Linked DNA regions of Rattus norvegicus: region 1 is linked to region 2. Evidence: chromatin contacts called from public Hi-C data. All regions are on one chromosome and are shown on one strand. The core of a region is the stretch at or near the end of the contact, and the rest is flanking DNA. Distances in the headings are between cores, read along the strand shown.

Region 1 (6,458 bases), core at 1,507-4,006, 52 kb before region 2:
GAGACTGAACCCGCCCATCGTCTCCCTTGCTAGGAGAGGCTGTGTATGGGCTGCCTCTGAGTCAGACAGAGACTCACTCTGACTCGTCCCTCTTCCACTTGAAAGTATTCTGCTGGGGAGACTCTGGGAATTGCTGGGTCTGCTTTGCCTCAGGTACAGGCATTCTCTACTTCCCACCCCACCATGGTTTCCTAAGCGACAGCAGCATGTACAAGATTCAGCTAAAACCTAACTTCTTCCTTTACTAGTCTTACTACATTGTGTGGGCTTGGAAATGTAGGGAGGTGAAAAACCCACATTTTCTTCTTACATCCAGATCCCCGAATTCATCCTCCCTTCACTAGGCATCAAAAGATGACCCCCTACATCTTATTGTCAAGAGAGAAGAGAGCCCAGCTCCCTGTAAAGCCTCAGACACTTCCTTTCAATCCTAGAGGCTTCAGCTTTAAAACAGCCAACACCTGTAGGTAGGTCCTTCTCCCAGTTCAGGGCCATTTAGCTAATGCTGTTAGCATCTGTTGGGGAAGTTGTCTGCTCATCCCTCTGCAGTTATGTGTAAGTGTGTGCAGCCAACGGACCAAGGCCACCACATGGCCTGTTGGCTCAGTAGAAAGTGTAAGAGTTGGGTTTTAAGGTATATGAAGGCCATTTGGTATAGTGAAAAGTACTATGATGTGTGTAGCCTCACGGTAGTCAGACGGCCCAGTGACGTCCACTAGACACTCTCCAAGGTTGTGTGACAGAAGAAGTTGCTCCCGTGTTGTTCAGACGGAGGCTTTGCCTGAAGGATGCCTGCTAAGTGCCTGCTAGCCCCTGTGCATGATTCTGTTTTCACACACAAGGCAAGGCGGCCTCCAAAACTAAGCCACGCTGCAGCCCGGATACCTCACAAGGTGGCGCTGTTGGCTATGAGAACCGCTGTGAACTCAGCCGTTGTCCATGAGTAACCCAGGGGCAGGACAGGACGCAGAGGTCCACCTCTCAGGCCCTTAGTGTTCATGCAGTGTAGTATAGATCATAAACTGGAAAGGACCCCTTTGCAGTTAGAGCTCTTTTTTTTTTTTTTTGGTTCTTTTTTTCGGAGCTGGAGACCGAACCCAGGGCCTTGCGCTTCCTAGGTAAGCGCTCTACCACTGAGCTAAATCCCCAGCCCCACAGTTAGAGCTCTTAAATGCATAAGTACATAGTAAAGATTCTAGAAAACAAAATATTAGCCTACCCAAACTACCAAGTAGTACTTTTGTGGAAATTGGACATTTTATTTAGACTTATTTAAATCTATTGTCTTTTCTAAAAGTTGAGTTGTGACTAAACTCTAGTCAGTAAATCAATAAAAAAAATTCTAAATATTGCTAGAATACAGTAGACATCCCTGTTTTAGTGTTGTTAGTTTCTTGTTGGCAGAGGGGAAATTGGGTAAGGGTTCGTTTGTTATCTCAGACAGTGAGAAAGGCTTAGGTCAAGTGCAGGAATCCAGTCACTTCCCGTACACTGGAGGACACTGTCAAAGACTTTGTTATTGTTGTTCCACAAGAACTTTCTTGTACTCAGTGATGACAGGGCTGCTTCCTGTGGAGCAGGCCACACGGCTGAGCTTTATTGTTGTTGAGGTGAGGGGAGTCCATTTGGAATGTGAGTACGTGTGCCTGCTCCCTTCCTGAGACCTGCGGTACGGTACGCACGCGTACCCTTGGGTTAGGACCAGTCACTGCTCACTGGGCGGTCTCTGGATCTAAGTTAGGGTTCTGAGTGCACACTGGCACGGTTCGGTTTCCTGAAGCGCTTGCCTTCTGCTCATTGCAGTTGTATTCTATGTGGAAGTCCCTGGACTCCTTTATAGGGATAAGAACAACCAGCACCACAGACTCCAGGTCGGACTCCCTCTCCCCCACACTGCTTCCCTCTCTCTGTGATGTTAGGTAGGGTATGCAGTGAGGTCTGATGGCTCCCCCATGCCGCCTACTCCCAACATGCCAGTTTTGCTTATAGTTTGCTCCAGCGTCCTAGCTTTAATACCTGCTTCTAATTGCTCCTCCGTAGGCATGATGCCACCAGTGCATTTGAACCAGGGGAGTAGCACTTTGATGCTTTCCCAGTGACTTTCAAAATGAAAGACAAATCCATACTGTATGTACTTGATTATTAATACTGGATAGAGAAAGACATGTAAGGTTATCAGCACAGCCCATACTAAGACACAGGGCCTTTCCGTTAGATTCTGGCCATGAAGCATTTGATCCTAGAACTTCTATACTTCGATCCAAGGCTGTGAATTCAGAATTTGGTATGTAAACGAGAAGCATGTTGGATAGACCTTTCCATCGAGTCTGGCTCTCAGGCTTCCACCCAAACCTCCTTGCTTGTTATTTGGCTTTAGGTCACAGCTGAGGCCTGAGGGGGAGCGACCATCAGTGCTGCACACAGTTCTTACTGACGCTGCACCACCCCTCACGCCTCACAGCACATGTCTTGGCAATGCCCACAAGTCTGCCTGTGGACAGGCCTCGTGCTCACTGCCCTTTACAAACAGAGCCCTCGTGAACAGCCAGTGTGCTTTCCCGGGCTTGGCTGCTACTCTAGGCATTGTGCTTTTACTATGCCAGCTCTTTTTTCTGGAGGTTTTCCTCCCTACTAGATGTCACCCCATTGCTAGAAGCTGCTCTGTTACCAAGGGATGGATATGCCTTGCAAGCTCATGTCTGCACAGCAGGCCTGGGACAGTACTAACCGCAGACCGAGGACTAGGTCATACAGCTGGGAAGGATCCAAGCTGGCTTTACTCCCAGGCGGTGCAGCACCACACACATCCGGATGGAGTGGCCAAACTCTGACAGCTTCCAGCAACAAGAAAACGGCTCTACAGTCCTGAGAGCTGCTCCTCACACTGGTCAGACTTCACGTCTCTCCCTCCTGCTTTCTCTGGGATAGTGCAACCAGCTAACGTGACATATTCCAGGCTCAGTGAGTGTTTACTGATTGAGACTTCCCTTGTGTGATCCAGGCTGCTGCCCAGCACCCTGCTTCAGCAGTCCTTCATAGGCATGGTCAGACAGGGCACCCTGCTGCTGAGGGAAATCGGAGGGTGGGCGGCAGTGCTGGAAGAGCAAGGCTGTGCAGGAAGACCAACTGCTGCAGAGATGAGGAAGGGCAGAGAGGAGATACAGGCCAGGGAGCCAGGCGATCTGTCTGGCTGAGCTATACGCTTGGGCTCTTTGTTTACCCTTCCGCCTCTTTCGTTTCTTTCTAAGAGTTCTTTATAGAGCTAGGGATGTGGCTCAGTGATTGATCCTTGCTTATGCAAGGCCCTAAGTTCAAATTTTGTGGCTCTGGAAAACTTACTTATCCAAAATTAGAGGTTAGCTTCCATTTACTTTGTGGAGAATATGTGTTCAGAGTTCCAGAGGCTGAGGGTAACTTCCAGAGCCTGGCTCCTCCCTGTAGATGACACATGGAGGTCTCTTTCTCGCCTGCGCTTTGTCACAACTCCACGCCACGCCCCTCCGCTCTCCTCACTCACAAGTTAGTCACTTGGTGGCCTGGCCGGTTGCTGCTTCACCTCAGGTGTTCTGGGGAGTGTGCACAGGCCTGTGGCCTGCTCTGTGTCATAGAACAGCATGCTCTTTCTCACTGCACCTTGCTGTAGGTCAGGTTTCTTGTTCTCGACCCTTCTGGGTTCCGTACCGTTTCTTTGCTGAACCTCGTTAGGAATTCAGACACAGCTCTGGGTGTCGTGGGGGAACATTTCACCTTGCACCTTCCCCGTGTGTTCTGCTGTGAACTTCTTCATGGCCTGAGACACTCAGGGAGCTGTGGCCTGCACCTCCCTGACCAGGGGGAGAGGGCTGTCTGTAGGGAGTCTTAACTGTGGGGTTAAGGTGAGCAGTCCCTCCAGCATGGAGAAACTTCTCACCTTAGAGCAGACTAGAAGGGCTGACTCTTCCCCAGCCTGGGCCTCACCAGAAGAATCCCAGCCTGCTAACCAGAAGGGCTGAGTCAAAACACCCAGTAGGTAGGTTTCTAGTGTTATTTCTTACAGAGTGTAGCCAACGAATCTCTGCTCTTGAGAATACTTGGTAAATGCACTTATATTTCCAAAATATTTTATGTTGGGTTTTTGTTGGTCTCATTTTCTGCTCCAGTCCAGTGAGGGGTAGGGGGAGAGGGGGGTTAAGAGAAGGCTCTCGCAGAAGAACTGCTAACTACTTTATAAAATAAAATATTAAGGTGGAATTATGTGTGTGTGTGCGTGTGTGTGTGTGTGTGCGCGCATACGTGTAGATAACTACTACATGGAAACTATGCCTTTTTAATTTTTTTTTCTTTTCTTTTTTTCGGAGCTGGGGACTGAACCCAGGGCCTTGCGCTTGCTAGGCAAGCGCTCTACTACTGAGCTAAATCCCCAGCCCCTGCCTTTTCAATTTTTTTTTAAAAGATTTATTCATTTATTATATATAAGTACACTGTAGCTGTTTTCAGACACACCAGAAGAGGGCATCGGATCTCTTTACAGATGGTTGTGAGCCACCATGTGGTTGCTGGGAATTGAACTCAGGACCTCTGGAAGAGTAGTTGGGTGCTCTTAACCGCTGAGCCATCTCTCCAGCCCTGCCTTTTTAATTTTTAAAAAATATTTTCTAGATTTATTTTATGAGTGTCACTGTTTTGCTTACATTTTGTCTGTGCACCAAGTCTGTGCCTGAGGCCCAAAGGTCAGAAGAGGGCATTGGTCTGCCTGCACCTGGGGTTATGGATGCCTGTGGGCCACCGTGTGTGTGTGCCAGGAGCCGGACCTGGGTGGATCTTCTGCAGGAGCAACATGTGCTTTTTTAAAAAATGATTTATCTATCTTTATTTTATGTGCTTTGGAGTTTTGCCTGCATATGTGTCTTTGTAATGGTTTTGGATCCCTGGCACTGGAGTGTCAGGTAGTCTTTGGGAATTGAACCCAGGTCCTCTGGAAGATTATCCAGTGCTCTTAACTGCTGAGCCACCTCTCCAACCCCCAGCAACAAGTGGTCTTAACACACTGAGCTACCTCTCCAGCCCTGAGGATTACTTTTTAAGGAGTTGTTATTATTTCAAGCCAGCTTTGGTAGCTAAAGCAGGAAGAGCAGGTGTTAGAGGCCAGCTGAGCTCTGTTCCTAATGAACCCTGCCCCGCACAGACCCCTGACCATGCGACTTAGGATCAGAAGTGCTTTATCTTGACTTCTGTCCACAGTGTTCTTACCAGCTGCTGTTCAGCTGTGGTCATGTTCTCTTCCCTCTCCAGAAGGTCCTCTCCTCCATCCCCAATTCCATCATTTCCTGCCCACTGACCTACTGATTGATTGCTTGTCTCTAGTCTTTTCTGTATAGCTCTGCACATGTCTGTCCAGGTCTCTGTCTGAAACACCAGTAAGGCCAGCCGTCTCCTGGGCCTGAAGTCTAAAGGACTCTTACAGAAATCGAAGGATAACAAACTCACCTTGAAGTTGTTAGAGTTACATAACATTCAGTAAAACCCTAAGTATATGCCTGCTCAACTTGGACCCAGGAGTGAAGGAACAGAAGCAATAGGTCCTCAGTGTGTATGGGCTGATACCTGCCTCAGAGCCAAGAGCAGGAAAAGTGCTCTGGAGCCAGGCTGCCCAGGCTGCAGAACTGAATAGAGAGGCTGAGAAGCTGCCAGACTCTGCACTCCCAGACCCTCCCTCGGTGAGTGGGGTGGAGTGGCCTAGTAACCAGTTCCATTAGTGTTCAGAAAGATTTCCCCTGAGAAACTGCAAGCTGAGTCTGTGAATTAGAGCCTTCTCCATAGGGGCTGGCAAGATGGTTTAGAAGATATAGCTGCTTGCAGCCAAGTTGGATGGCCTGAGTTTGATGCCTGGGACCCCACATGATAGGAGGAGAGAACCAAGTCAGACAAGTTGTTCTCTGGCCTTCTCACATGCACCATGGTGCGTACACGTGATATGTACAGACATGCACACATGATAGAAAAATAAGCAACTGGGTTTTTTTTGTTTTTTTTTTTTTGTTGTTGTTGTTTTTAAACAGAGCCTTCTCTGTAAATGCCTGGTCTCTGTTTTTCTGTTCTCTCTTCAGACTTCCTTTTGAGAGACTTTATTTCTTTTTAGTTGAAGCAGCGGGTAAGGAGAGAGCTGTGAAACAGAGTGTGCTTGGCTGCGGCTGCGCAGGGCTGCGCTCAGTGTATAGTTTTCAGATGTGTCTCTCTGCTACACAATGCCTACTGTGTGCCTAGCTTCCAGGGAATTCAGAGAGCACAACCCAGTGGCGCTTTGGTGTGTGGACCGTACTGTGGGCACAGCTACTGTCTTGGCCCGTGTGTGTCTTCCTCATATCTCAGTCCTTAGACCCTGGGAGTTTGACAAAACCGAGTATTGAGGTGACTATAAACACAGCAGAAGAGGATTAATTCTGTAAGTCTGTTGATTTAATGGCATTTAAAAATCAGCG
Region 2 (6,976 bases), core at 765-3,264:
GTGTGTGAACATGCGAGTAAGTGTGTGAGCATGTGTGTGAGTATTGTGAATGTGTGTGTGCATGTGTGAATATGTATGTGAGTGTGTGCGTTTGTGAATGTGTGAGCATAAGTTCACGTGTGGTGTGTGTGTGTGTGTGTGTGTGTGTGTGTGTGTGTGTGATATTGAATTTTGCATCACAGTGACAAAAATACCTGACAGAGGGGCTGGAGACATGGTTCAGCAATTAAGAGGACTGGACGTTCTTCCAGAGGACCTGGGTTTGATTTCAAGTACCCACATGTCAACTCACAGCCACCCGTGAGGGATCGGACTCCCTCCTCTGGCTTCTGTGGACATGAGGCACAGACAGACATGCGAGTTAAACACTCATACACATAAAATGATGATGATGGGGGTTGGGGATTTAGCTCAGCAGTAAGCGCAAGGCCCTGGGTTTGATCCCCAGCTCCGAAAAAAAGAAAAGGGAAAAAAATTATGATGATGAAGAAGCAGCAGGAGGAGGAGAAAACTGACAGAACGAATGGAGAGAAGGTTTACTTTGCCTCATGGTTCCAGCTCATCATGGTGGGAAAGACAAGACAGAGCTCCTGCCAGTGCCTGAGGCTCCCCATATCACAGGGGACCAGTGAGTAGAGTGGTCAGGACCAAGGACGAGGGTACAGCATTCAGTGTCCCACACCTAGCAACCCACCAAGCATCTGTCTATCAACTAAGCCTGTCTCCTTAAAGTTCCAAAGCCTTTAAGACAGCACCACTGGGGCAGCAGAGGGAACCAATGTTCAAAGCACAAGCCTATGGTGACAGTTCAGGTCTAACCCGTGACACTGTGGTTACACTGAAGAATCTTTGGATAATCCAGGATAGCCTCTCATTTCATTTAATCGCGTCACCAAAATCTGTTTGCTACCTAGTAGCTATATAGGCCTTCATGTCCTTGGAGACTATTATTCTGTACAACAACAACCCCGGCCTGGCAAACCCCCATCTCCTCTTTTTTTTTTTTTCCCCTGTGTAACCCTGGTTGTCTTGGAACTCACTCTGTAGATCAGGCTGGTCTTGAACCCACAGAGATTCTCTTGCCTCTGCCTCTGAGTGCTGGGATTAAAGGTGTGCACCACTAGCACCTGGTGCCACCTCCTCTTTAGTATTTGTTTAGTCTTAAATGTTCTTCTCTTAGGGTCTCCCCAGCCCCAAGGCTGTGCTCTGGTCCATCTTAGCTTCTCTCACATGCTCCTGTGCAGACCCTGTTGCAGCAGGTTGTAACTAGTTTCCCGTTCTCTCCCTTCTCTTAACTAGAATCAGCAACTGAGACCGGGATGTCACAGCACCGCCACACACACACACACACACACACACACACACACACACACACACACACACATACCTGCTCAAGGTCAGACACATTTGTACAAATTTTCAGGGGCGTCTCTGGTCAACAATTCCAAGGGCAAAGAGCGACCTAGTGAAATAGTACTGGTCCATTATTGAAGGTGATACAGGGGCCAGAAGAAGTATGGCTGTGGCTGGGTGAGATGGGTAATCCTGGTCACATGATGTCCTAGTGGTGTACCCCTAATAGTTGGACTCTAACGCCTTACAAAATGAAGGTCAGGCTGTCAGCAACAGCCCCACAGTCCCTCTGGCCACTTTCATTGTTCACTGTACCATTCCTGTGACTCTACTCAGAGACCTGGCCCTTGGAGATGAGACTTTGGAGTCCAACTTTTCCCTATCACTGTGGTGGTCTATAGCTAGCCCTCTAGACATTGATTAACTTTTTCAGTAAAACATAATCATTAGGCAAATTCCATAGCCTATCCAGGAATATATAAACAGAAGCAAACATTAACCCAAACCTGTGGCTTTACAACCCCCATTTGCCCTTGGGTACATTGGCAATGACTACTTGACTTTAGTTAGGGCAGCTGCTTGGTTGAAGAGAACAAAATGCATGGTAAAAAGCTCTCAGTTTGTGCCAGCAGAGATGAACCATGACCCCTGGAATGTGGACTTATGCACCAGCAAAGCCTATGAAACAGCAAGAGACCCAAACAGTCCTACCTCCCAAGGTTGTGTAGTATCAGACAGCACGCATGCCTATCTCTGACGAGGCTAGCCATTTACACTAAACCTTAGAAGCCGCTCAAACATTCCTGCAGCGTGGGATGCAGAGGAAAGGGGGTCTGAGAGGTGGGCGTGGACAGCAGTCTTCTCTTGACATTTGCTGCCCACTAGCTTGGTGTTTCCTGGGGTGTCCCCCTTGCTATGTGGTTGAGGTGCAGTGGGTGTTGGGGGTGTCTGTGTTTCTGTTGGATGGTTAAGGGTGGAAACAAGATAAGGAGGTTTTAACCAGCCTGCAAAGAGCACACAGCCTTTGTAACTGCAAATGCTAAGGCAGTTACATGCCTGCATGGAGTCCTCAGATCTCCCCACCCTTAGATGTCAGTGTTGATGGGTGGGCATTCTCACAGTCACACGGTGTTCCTACCTCATTAACCCGTTCTCTGTGGTCCCCTGTGTCCCCTTCAGAGTCTTCCACCCTCCCCCTTTGTCCTTCACTTCCCCCACTCTGACTTCCTACCCTGGAGTCATGTCCCACCGAAGCTTGAGCGGGAAGAAGGAGCATCTGGAAATGAATAAGAACCACGCATTTGATCCTAGGATGTCATGTGGCTACCCTTGGCTGTAGAGCCAGACTTCTAGGGGCCGGAGAGTGGTTCAGAGCTCTTGCAGAGGACCCAAGTCCAGTTCCCAGCACCCATCTGAGGCAGCTCACAACTGCTCCACAGCAGATCATGACAACTTCAGCCACAGGGGCCTCTGACAACCTCCTCTGGCCCCTTCAGGCTCCTGAGCTTGCTTGCACACACCCTCAACACAGACAAAAAGACACACACCATAAGTAAAAATAAAAATTTAAATAAATAAATAAAACAGGGTTTTTTCCTCTCTATCATCAACTCTGATTTCACAGGCAAATTAGGGCCAGGAGTAAGAACATGCATTTTGAGTCAGATAAAATGGACTACTGCTAACTCTGCCGTCTATAAACCGTGTGCAATTGGGCAAGCGATTTTACCCATCTTCTTCTTACTTCCCGATCTGTAAAAGGAAATTACAGTGACGTAGACAGTTATGAGAGTGGAAATGAGGTCATATGTGTGAGAAGTGCCACAGTTCCTTGCATATACACCACATGATCAATAATCATTAGCTGTTGTTATTATTGATGATTATAAGGTGGTGGTGGAGGACAGGGCATGTGACTCAGTGGTAGTATGATTACCTAGTATGGTTAAGGCCCCGGATTTGATCCTCAGCACCACGTAACCCTGATGTGATAGTGTTCTTCAGTAACCACATCACTTAGGGTACGGAGGCAGGAGAATGGTATATTCAAGACCATGCTGGACTACCTTGAAGGCCAGCTAGGACAGATTAGTGAAAGTTTGTTTGAAAAACGTGTGTGTGTGTGTGTGTGTGTGTGTGTGTGTGTGTGTGTGTGTGTGTGTGTGTTTTGATGAGAACAATATGTAGAAAGCTTAGTTAGAAGAAAACTGTGGAACCAACCAACTGTATGCTGTCTTCATCTTTCAGGCAGGGTAGACAGATTGATGGGATTCTAGAATCCTATCACCAGATGCCTCCTAGGTCTTTAAGCAAATGGGAAGATTCATACTCTGTGCCATAATTGTTTTTGCTGCAAACCTAGCCCTAAGAAAAGCATTTCAGTAGAAATGATCTTAAGTATGTTTCCCACTGCAGAGGAACCTATCACCAAGCTTTGCATGCGCAGCACAAGAAAAAGAAGGAAATGAATTATGGGCAAATTTGACTTGCTGAGCCCATAGCCAGATAAAGTCCAACATACTTCCTGGAGATCTCAGGTTAGGCAGGAACTATTCAGGGCTGAAGTAACTGGAGACAGATCTAAAGGATTTGGGGGGGCGGAGTCGTGTTAGTTTTGCATTATATCCAGAGGCCTAGCGTGTAAGACACACACTGCTAGTGTCAAACACTGCTGGGCCTTTTGGTTTCTTAGTTGAGCTTCAGTACTGGGTTAAGAACACACAAACTGAACGGATATCAAATAGAAAGCACCACCCTTGTGAGGGATGCGGTCAGTCCCAAGTTTCAAAACTGTGGACAAGAAACCAAGTACAATGCAATCAGATGAACAAGCAAGGCTTGCCCAGCTTATTTTTCTTTTTTTCTTTTTTTTTTTCCGGAGCTGAGGACCGAACCCAGGGCCTTGCGCTTCCTAGGTAAGCACTCTAACCACTGAGCTAAATCCCCAGCCCCTCAGCTTATTTTTCAACCACAAGCCAAGTGCTAAGTTGTAGGCAAAGTAGTCATAGCTATTTCTAAGGCTTGGTTTCCTAGAGAAGCTTAGGACAGAGAGACTCTGCTTCCCAGAGACAGGTGACTGGGAACTTAATAGGCCATCCTGGTGATCTCTCCTTGCCTATATGGAAGGTGAACACTTCACTCCCCAAGAGCTGACCTTGTCTGTGCTGCGATGCCCTTTGCTGGCCTCTATAGAACGTAAGAATTAATATCCATTATTTAGCACGACTTCCTGTTCTGGCAAAGAGCACATACTCTGGTGTTGTGTACAACCTCAAGTTTGTATTTTTAGTTTGACTTTGGGTATCAGGACAGAGCACAAGAGCTCTGATATCCAATCAGCTCAGGACTATTTTAGCTTCACTTCTTGGATTTGTGCTCTGTGGATTGTTCTAAAAAATAAGATCTCCACAGAAGCCATCCCTGTCAGGGCCCAGGATCCCAATTCCTTCCTGCATGTTTTTCCCTGTTAGCTGCTCTCTGGAAAAAGATTATCAAGTTTGAAGGGATGTTCACTCTTACCTCTACTTTAGAATCCTGGCAGAATGAGGAAGTCCCTGTCAACAGCTTCCTGGGGCCCACAGCTGAGGTTCAAGGAGTCTGAAATGCCACCCAGGAACAGTAGAAGACAAGTACTAAAATCTGGTTCTGTGCTAAAATTCAGTCCACATTTTCCTGCCCGGTTCTCCCAGCTCCCACCAGAGCACCTGTCACTGAAGGATGTTAGCATTTTATAGAAGAAAACACGGGCGCAGGTTTAGTGCTGTGAAATGGTAATTCCCCCACCCCCGCCAAAGCCCCCACTCCCAGGCCCCCTAAGGACTACTGAGGACTTCAGGGTATCTTAGGAAGACATTTGCGGTGGTAGTACAGACTCACTCAGATTCACAGCTGCTTCCCACAACTGAGAAAGGGCAACACTCATGAACCACACTGAGCATGTCTCCTCACTGCCGATGTCCAGAGACACCAGGTCCGTCAGTCCTCTACAGGATTGAGGGAGTTCATGACCAGTGTGGTACCCAACCCCAACTGATACATCCACACGGCCCCTATGCCTAAGGTTCAGGGAAGACCATGGAAGAAAGGGTAGGAAGGCAGTAAGAACCAGGGGACCAGGATGTCCTCTGAGAGATAGATAGTGTCTCCTGTATGTGACAGAGAAACTGCAGCTGTGAAATCGCAACAAATGTTGCCTGATCAGGTTCTGTGCACAGTGACAGCACTAGCTGTCATGCCAGTGTGGATGGGGACAATCTCTCAAGGCCCTACCCCAGGGGAAGAGCTACAGGCCATAAATGGATGAATAGTGAGGGGGAGCGTGAGTAACCCCCTGATAAGTTGTTCAATCCCAAGTAGCCAGCCTAAACACACATGCATACTAGTGACACTAAATGGACTCAGTGGTGTGCACGCACACTCGTGTGTGTGTTGTGTATGTGTATTTGTGTATATGTGTGGTGTGTGTGTGTGTTTCTGTATGTGTGGTGTGTATGTATGTATGTTTCTGTATGTGTGGTGTGAGTGTATATATGTGTATGTATGTATGTTTCTGTATGTGTGGTGTGAGTGTATATATGTGTATGTATGTATGTTTCTGTATGTGTGGTGTGTGTGTATATATGTGTGTATGTATATGTATACATGTGTGTGTGTATAAGGACGAGAATTAAAGGAGAGGGGTCATGAATGTAAGTGGGAGCTGGAGGAGGGGAGAAGTTGGGATCCTGCGATGTGAATACAGCATATAATACTGATGTTTGGGGTTCTCTGAAAAAAGTACAAAAGAAAATAGGAGGAGTGTCGTGGTGTTTAAATCCTCTGTGATCTGAGCCTATGTCACGGAGGAGCCTTGCAAACAGACCAGGCAGGGGCTCATAGTTGTGAACTGATCCAGATTCTCATCAGAACCTGCAACAGGGCCAACAGTCACGGGCTTGACACCATTCACGGGGACATCTGTCCTGTGTCGTCTGCTTCTCCTACCCACTCAGCAGTTGGCAGAGCTGGCACCATGGTATAGTGTTGTATTATGCCCTAGCCTGCTCTATTGCTCTTGTGCCCTGTCACCTCTACCTCCAGGGTTCCTTGGTCCTGTCAGAAGGGAATAAATGCTGCTGGGTGAACATCGCTTTTAAAAATGAGCTTCTGAACCTGATTATAGAGTGAATATTTACATAGGCAAAATGTGTATGTTCAATATATATAGCCTGTCCTACTACTCAAAGGAAGCTCTGGTAGCAGGAGGATGGTCCACTTAGAGAAAAACAATTTGAAACCACTCACGTTCTTCTGTTGAGACAGACCAAGCTGCACTTGGCTTGGAACGTGGTGTGTCAGAAGGGAATAAATGCTGACCTCAAACTCAGAGACTCACCTGCTTCTTCCTTCCAACTAAAGACTGAAAGCATGTACTACCACACCTGGGTCTGTCTTCCTTTTCTTCTTTCCCTCCCCATTCCTGCCTTCCTTCTTCAGTCTTTTCTCCTTATTTCTTCCTCTCTTCTTTCCCCTAATCTTTGTGTTTGTATATAAGTATGCCTGTGTATGGTATGTTTATGCATATTTATGTGTGGGAAAGTGGACTCTCTCATGCCTCGATGCATGTGTGGAGGTCAGAGGGCAA

The links. Hi-C and Micro-C count contacts between places; a contact is called where the count stands out from the background.
Region 1: a Hi-C map of kidney shows a contact between it and region 2, with 2.0 times the contacts expected there. The contact joins two enhancer-like sites. A contact is called at or near these places in 4 of 12 Hi-C or Micro-C datasets (kidney and liver).

Annotation. Positions count from the first base shown.
Region 1 is chr7:69,541,674-69,548,131 of GRCr8, reverse strand. The region is part of intron 2 of Ankrd46 (ankyrin repeat domain 46); the gene reads left to right. Among named protein-coding and RNA genes, the nearest start is that of Ankrd46, 8.4 kb to the left of the region's middle. Within about 2 kb of position 2,756, at least 71 of the 93 cell types and tissues checked have an H3K27ac peak or open chromatin away from gene starts, as enhancers often do. A contact at or near this core is called in kidney, where this site is marked.
Region 2 is chr7:69,488,424-69,495,399 of GRCr8, reverse strand. The region is part of intron 1 of LOC134479711 (a long non-coding RNA gene); the gene reads right to left. Among named protein-coding and RNA genes, the nearest start is that of Ankrd46, 61 kb to the left of the region's middle. Within about 2 kb of position 2,014, at least 1 of the 93 cell types and tissues checked has an H3K27ac peak or open chromatin away from gene starts, as enhancers often do. A contact at or near this core is called in kidney, where this site is marked.